2 separate regions of the Mus musculus genome follow, and region 1 is linked to region 2. Evidence: chromatin contacts called from public capture Hi-C data. All regions are on one chromosome and are shown on one strand. The core of a region is the stretch at or near the end of the contact, and the rest is flanking DNA. Distances in the headings are between cores, read along the strand shown. Region 1 holds the start of Prr15l (proline rich 15-like). Region 2 holds the start of Hoxb6 (homeobox B6).

Region 1 (3,568 bases), core at 654-3,153, 630 kb before region 2:
TAACAGCCCAGGCTGTCCTGGAACTCGATTTTAGAGCAGGCTGGCCTCTAACTCACAGAGATCCACCTGCCTCTGCCTCCCTAGTGCTGGGATTAAAAGCATGTGCCACCACCACCCAGACAATACCCTGAACTCTTGAGGATGCTTTTTGCTGGCCTTCTGTCCTCCTTGTCCAGGACCACCTAAACACCTGAACAAGTGTTTGTCCCTTGAGGCCAGCCTAAATCTGAATTTAAAAAAACACACAAATTGATGGACTATTCTTTGTTTTTCATAATAACTCAGCTTCCAGAGTCTTTAGTCCACACAGAAGACAGTATAAAATCTGCTCGGGCTGGTGTTGCCCTCCTTGCATGCTAGCTCTCAGGAGGCAGGGGCAGCAGGATCTCTGTGAGTTTAGTCAGCACGCTCTACATACAGAACTCCAGAACAGTCAGGACCACGGAAGGAAATTGTCTGCCAGGGCAAGAGGTGCTCGCCATCCATCCCAGCACTCAGGAGTGAGGCAGAGGCTGGTGGAGCTCTGAGTTTGAGGCCAGCCTGGTCTACAGAGAGAGTTCCAGGACAGCCAGGGCTACACAGAGAAACTGCCTTGAAAAAAAAAACGAGAGAGAGAGAGAGAGAGAGAGCCTAAAAACAAGAACAGGTGTCATGTATGAGACAGGTCTGGTAGTATACATTTGTAACCTCAGCACTTAGGCAAGAGATCAGTGAGTTCAAAGTCAACCTATTTACCTAATAAGTTTCTAGTTCAGCCTGGCCTTCAGAGTGAGACCCTGTCTTAAAATCGTACCAAACCAAACTAACCAACAAACCAACCAACCAAAAATTGTCATGGTGTACAAGCGTCACAGATCTCCAGAGTGGTAAAGAGTAAAATGTTTCTAGTCACATGCCTATGAGTGATTGTGGAAAGCCGGGGTCGGGGTGGGGTGGGGGTGGGGACTTGGGGGTGGAAACGCAGATCTTGCGTGTGGTGAGAGCTGCTGTCTGCTAATACACGGCCCCGAGATGCCAGGGCTGGGCCCTTACCCTAGGCTGCAATCATGGGATAAGGGCAATCAAGCCCCAAGGATATCAGTTCCACCTCTGTGGTTTGCATAGCTTCAGGGCCCATGAAAGGCCTTTATGAGACAGTGGGCCACCTCCTGCCTTGGGAGGCTAGCACCATGGCATGCACATAAGCAGCCGAGACAGGTCCCTTCACCCCCACTAGAGCACTTGCTGATGGGCTTTGCCCAGAATGGGCCAAGCTCCCTCTGAGCTGGACAAGTTAACCATTGACTGAGGCAGGGGTGGAGGTGCAGGGGAGAGAGGAAGGGAGTATTGTAGAACCCGCTCCCCTCCCTCTACAGGGCCCCCCTAGTGGCCCTCGACCACCCTGAATGAGACTGGACAGGAAGTGGGAGATATTTCTGCCAGATAGCCAGACATACATGTTCTAGGTTGTGGGCCAGAGGGGACTGTCTTGAGCGGAGTTAAGAGTTTATATATTGAAACTTTCTCAGCAGGAATTCTTTTGGAGGCCTGGACCTTCTCCAAGAGACTAGTGAGGTGAGACTGGACGAAGTAAGAGTCCTGCTGAGCTTGTCCACCATGGAGCCATGAGCTGGGGAAACTCTGGCCAGGATCTACATCTAGGTTTCCCCACCCACCAGTCCCTGCTGCCTGTACCTGTAATCCGGACTGCTCTGGGCTGGAGGCGCGACTTTCCCTAGAGGAGTTGACAGTAGGAGCTGCCCAGGCAGGTGAGACTGGAGGAGGAGAGGGTGTCTCCAGGGTGTCGCGCTGGCCAGACTCAGCCTGGAGAGGTGGGTAGGAGCAGCTGCAGGGCAGGTGTAAGAGACAGGTGCAGAAGCAGGTACCTGCCTGCTGCGTGAGCTGCAGCTCCAGGAGTCAAGGTGAACCTGAAACCCGGCCCCTCCCAGCTAAGTAAACAGAAGCAGAGGCTGGCTCAGGCTGATGAATATTCATCACCCCAGAAATCCAATCCCAGTGCCCCTGCATCCACCCAGGAGCCAGGGTCCTCCTGGGATCACCAAGCTGGAGGACGGGATCCCGAGGGACGTCTGGGATTGGGGCGCACAGGAGCCTCTCTCCTCAGTTTTCCAGCTCTTCAGTGTCTGGTTGCACTCTGGAACCATCGCCAAAGCATCTCCCACCCATTTTCTCTTCCAAAGAGGCTCAGACCCCTCCTCGACATGGGCCACCACCTGAATCTTGCCAGGGCACACAAGAGAAAGGGTTAAGGACCATAGCGGGCTGGGCATCCCAGCTCCCTTTGAACTCCCGGGGGTTGAAACCAGTCTCTGGTTGAACTGGTTAGCAGACCGGTTCCCAGGCTGCCTGCTCTCCTCCACCCAGAGTTCCTCTGCAGGCAAGGAGACTGACTGGGATTCCCTCCTGACTAGAAGCCCCTCCACCTCCACCCCCCACCCCCAAGATCTCAGTAGAGGAAAAGGGCATGTGGGCAAGGTTCTTTAGACCCCTTGCATAGCGTCTTCCTGCTCAGAGGTGGTTACGGGGAGGGGACTTAAAATAATAGGGCAGAGCCAGGTGCCGTGTAACCCCAGGACCCAGGAAGCTAAATCAGGAAAATCATGAGTTCAAAGCCAGCCTGAGCCACATAGAGAATCTGTCTCAAAATGCTGAAAGTACACAAAGAATTTCCTGTGGGCAGGGGTTTCTCAGACTCCTAAAGAGAAAGGTAGAGAGGGAAGAGGAAGAAGAGGAGGAGGAAGAGAAGAGGGGGAGGAGGAGAGGAGGAGGAGGGAAGGTGGAGGAAAGAAAGGAGGAGGAGGAGGAGGAGGTGATAGGTATAGCAAACAGAAAGGTAGAACATGTATGTACACAGTCACCTTCCACAAACGCACCTCAGTCTGGCAGCTGGCCCTGGGGAGTGTTGTTGGGTGGCGGCCCTGAGGCCTTCTCTTGACCTTCAGATGGGTATCCCTCCAGAGTGAGACACAGCTGCTGCATATCCAGGGTTCTCACAGCTTCTTGTACCCAATATACTCACAGATGCCTTCCTTCCTCTCTGAACTGGGTATGTGTGCCCAGTACAGAGCAAGGCACTGGGGCTAAAAAAAAAACAAAGAGGCATAGATGGTCCCATTTCCCTGGCTCCCTCCCCAGGGTATGTTTTGACTCTAACTAGCCAACCCTCAAGTCTTCTCCATCTCCAGCCTTGCTTCAGTTAGGTCTAGCAGCTTCCGCCTCCTCTTCTTCCTCTTCCTCCCCCTCCTCTTCTTCTTGCCTTGGATCTTAGTCCTCTTATCCCAAATAGCCCTCGGATGGACAGACTTCCCATCCCATAACCCGTGCTGGAGCTGCCTTGACCCAGGCTCTTAGGAGGGAACCTCTACAGCAGCAGTTCTTAACCTGTGGGTTGAGACCCCTTTGGGAGTCACACATCAGATATCCTGCATATCAGATATTTCCCTTACAATTCACAACGGTAGCAAAATTGCAACGATGAAGTAGCAACAAAAATAATTTTAGGGCAGTTCACCACAACGTGAGGAGCTGCATTAGAGGGTTGCAGTGTTAGGAAGGTGGAGGCACAGCG
Region 2 (3,538 bases), core at 136-2,635:
GTGGGGGGAGAGGAGGGGCACTTGGACTCTCACCTGAGCTTGGGGGAGGGGCTGGCCAGGTGTGCCTCCTACGAGCTGTATCTTTTCTTTCCCTTCCTTTCCATCCATCCAGCCCTCCCTACCCTACTCGATGATAGATTCTGGCCCTTAATCCCTAATGACGTGGATCGATTCATAGTCCGCATTAACAGCCCCTCACTTTCGTGTCCTGCTAATGGACATCAATTGGGACTTGAAGCCCACAAATAATCCAACCTGAGACCCAGGAGCCAGTTTGTTCTTCTCACTCCCTCCGCCTGTCCTCTCTTCTTCCTTCCTCAGACTATACGACCCTATGGTAGTGTCTCACAGCTCCCTGGTCCCCCTTCCCCAGTTCTCCTCCCCCAGCCCCAGGGAAACACAATCCAGGACCCAAGTAAACTCGCCCTTGCCGGCGTCATGCCACCCCTCCCCTTTCATGACGCACTCTTGTTTTTAATGGAGTGGTCTTTGGGTGCGGGGCACCCCCCACCCCTCAGATCCGGACAAGAGCTAGGGAGAACATAAAGGAATACAGGACCAGAGACTGAGTCCCCTAACCTCTTCCGGATCAACAATCCTAGCCTGACTTAAGTAGGGAGAGCCCACTTATTCCCCCTGCCTTACTGTGCAGCTGGGACTTTGCAAACTTTGCAACTTCTGCGGGCAAGAGGACTGATCTGGAGGTCGGGGGGGGGGGCAATCTTGCTCTATCTGCTGAGATGCCCACCTAGTTCCCAATGGGAGAATTGGGGTTGGGGGATGCTGACACTTTCAGTCTTTCTGCTTGCCGACCCCCCCCCACACACACACACACACAGACACGGGACAGCGGGAAGTCTCACTCACTGTTGCACGAATTCATGCGCTGCATCCACGGGTAGACGGGCGTGGAGCACTTCTGCTCCTCGGTCTCTCCGAACACGCTCTTGTCCTGTGCGCAGTCGGACTTGCGCGGCTCGGGGTGGAACGGGGGCGGCTCGTCGGCGCCGGAGAGAGCGCAGGCCGCGTCCTTCTCCCGGTAGAAGGCAGGCGCCGGCCCATAATCACAGGGCGCCGCCCGGCCGTAGCCGCCGCCGGCTGGTGGGTAATAGGAGGACGCCGCAAAGCCCTTGTCCTGGCCGGGTCCCGGCCCATAAGGCGCGGGGTAGTGCCGCAGCGGGTCCGCATAGCCAGACGAGTAGAGCGGCAGCTGGCCCAGGAAGGACTCCTGCCCGCTGGCCAGAGTGACGGGGAAGGTGGAGTTCACGAAATAGGAACTCATCGGGAGGGGAGGCGCGCGAGGCCGCTGCTGCTCCGCCGGGTTTATGATTTGTTGTGTTTTATAGTCCGAGCGCCGCGCCTATTAGTAGTATAGCCGAGATTGGGTTTTAGCTGAGGGGGGATGGCGAGGTGCCAGTGAGGGCCAGAAGGAAATACAACCATCTGATCCAACACTGACCAATGGCAGAGGCAGGAATTGTCAAATAGCACCCAGGAGGAGCGCAGCCTGCACGAGGGACCCGCGCACAAACCTATCAACCTTTTCCCCCTCCTTCCTCTCTCTCTCTCTCTCTCTCTCTCTCTCTCTCTCTCTCTCTCTCTCTCTCTCTCTCTCCACAACGCGCCCTGATCCACCTACGTATGATCTGCGAAAGAGACGTCTGTGCTTTTGAGGGAGGAGGAAGCAGTTAGATGAAGATCATCCCATTCCCCAGTGATGAAATAAATACAACCTCCCCCCCCACCCCACCCCACGCAGGAATAGGGAAAAGTTAATTGTGTTTTCAGAAAAGTTAACCCCTGCGTTGCATGGGCCCGTTCCCTCAAGGGAGGGCTGGGTAAATATCCTCGAATCTCGTTGAGAGAGAATAAAGGGGGAAGGTCTGTTTCTAGGGTTTTGTACTGGTGTGGTGGTGGTGGGGGGTGGAACGAGAACGGACTTGTCCGCTTATTTGCTTCATTTTAGAAACAAGAAAAGAAGAAACACCCTCCTTTGAAGGTTTGGAAAATCGTTTATTGTTTATCAGGCCTGTTTCCCCCTTTTAAGTTTAGGTTTTATTGTATCCCGACTTCAACCCAATTCCCCAGCTTAGAGGAGGGCAAGCCAGTTCCTTCTGCCTAGAAGACCCAAAAGAAGGAAATGTCAGGGGTGTGTGAGCCCAGTTTCTCCCTCTGGCTGCTCCCCGAAGCTATTTGCTATTGCTATTTGGCAAGCCGACCATCCGTATGCCCAGCACAGCTCAGCCGTCCTGGCTGCAGTCTTGACTGAGACTGGGCCCTGGAGAAAGAAACTAGTAGTCCTTAAACTTGGTGATGAAGGGGAAACCCCAGCCTAGGTAACTTTACTTGTTTTCATCTCTATTCTTCCTGCAACCCTTGCTTGGTCTCTCCTCATCTATCCTTATCTCTCAGGCCAAATGATGTAGCAAGAATCCCTGGCTACAGATTTTTAGAACCAAAGATGTTCCCTGTAAATCTAGATACTGGGGGGAATTGTCTTAGAAATGTTGAGTCTTCAGTATTGGAGACCGAGAGTCTCCTCTTTTTCCTACTCTCTTTATAAACTGGTGGTTCCCTTTGAAATTCGCATCCCAAGACTTGGTTTGGATTTGATTTTATAAGGAGAGAAGGCTGCTAGGTCCTCCTAGGGACTTAGTAACCACCTTCCAACCATCAAACTGGCATGCTTGCTCTAGTTCTAGACACTCACAACACTCCTGTCTCTCAGCCACTCTACAGACCACCTCCCACGTCTCATGTTTATATCACCTTCTTAGCTGCTGTAAGGACTTGGGAGTGGAAGAAAATAGCTATGCTCTCTTCCTCTCTCATCCAAAGAAAATAAGGACAGATCCCAACCTGGGGGACACAAGGTATTTCTGACATTCTAAAATGCACACCCAAGACAAACAGTGTATCCAACCTGAAGACAGGGAGGATTGGTTGTAAGACGGTGCCTGGGGTCAGGCCAGGCTGACCCACCTCTGCCTTGTTCTTTGGGTTCCTTTTTGTGAGCCAGCTCTGCCCACGGTTAATAGGAAAGGGCTGAGGATGGCTGATCAAGAGGGAGGATTTATTTGGCTGCAATGTGGCCTCTGAAGTTCTTTGAACTCATAGCAACTGCTAGGCTGTCCCTTTGTGGCAAAATGACCATTCCCGGGTATCTCTCTTAGCCTCAATCCAGTGGTGGAGGTGGTGGGGCATAAAAAGAAGCTCAAACCTCCTAGTGGTGAAGAAAGCATTGCTCTCCAGTCTAGAAATGCTGGGCCCATGCTGAGAGAGGAATAGGAGCTATTTCATCAAGGCAACAAGGCACGGGAGGACCCTCCCCCTTTCTTGCCACTGAGGCTGGGCCTTGGGCCTCAGCCTTTCTCCCTGGTCACAATGTCCTCATCATAGGAAATACTGTATAGCTGTCCATGTAAAGTATGGCCCAAGTAAGAGGAGGCTTTCTCCTGTAATAGAGGCGGGAAAATAATTGCTTTATCCTTTAGAGCAGCAACCCCTGAATTAACCTCACCTCCGCAGGTTGCTTGTC

What was found. Capture Hi-C pulls out chosen DNA fragments and counts their contacts.
Region 1: a capture Hi-C map of embryonic stem cells shows a contact between it and region 2, with 2.9 times the contacts expected there. The contact joins the promoter of Prr15l here to the promoter of Hoxb6 in region 2. A contact is called at or near these places in 8 of 39 promoter capture datasets (the 3T3-L1 cell line, the C10 cell line, cranial neural crest and 4 more), 9 of 115 datasets of contacts at active chromatin or transcription factors (bone marrow-derived macrophages, differentiating embryonic stem cells, embryonic forebrain and 5 more) and 2 of 9 other capture datasets (embryonic stem cells and liver).

Annotation. Positions count from the first base shown.
Region 1 is chr11:96,927,616-96,931,183 of GRCm38.p6, reverse strand. It overlaps Prr15l (proline rich 15-like), which reads right to left and starts at 1,903. Exons shown (of 3, transcript NM_146026.2): 1 at 1,675-1,903.
Region 2 is chr11:96,296,921-96,300,458 of GRCm38.p6, reverse strand. It overlaps Hoxb6 (homeobox B6), which reads right to left and starts at 1,385. Exons shown (of 2, transcript NM_008269.2): 1 at 868-1,385. The coding sequence starts at 1,282. All of the region lies in intron 1 of Hoxb5os (homeobox B5 and homeobox B6, opposite strand), which reads left to right.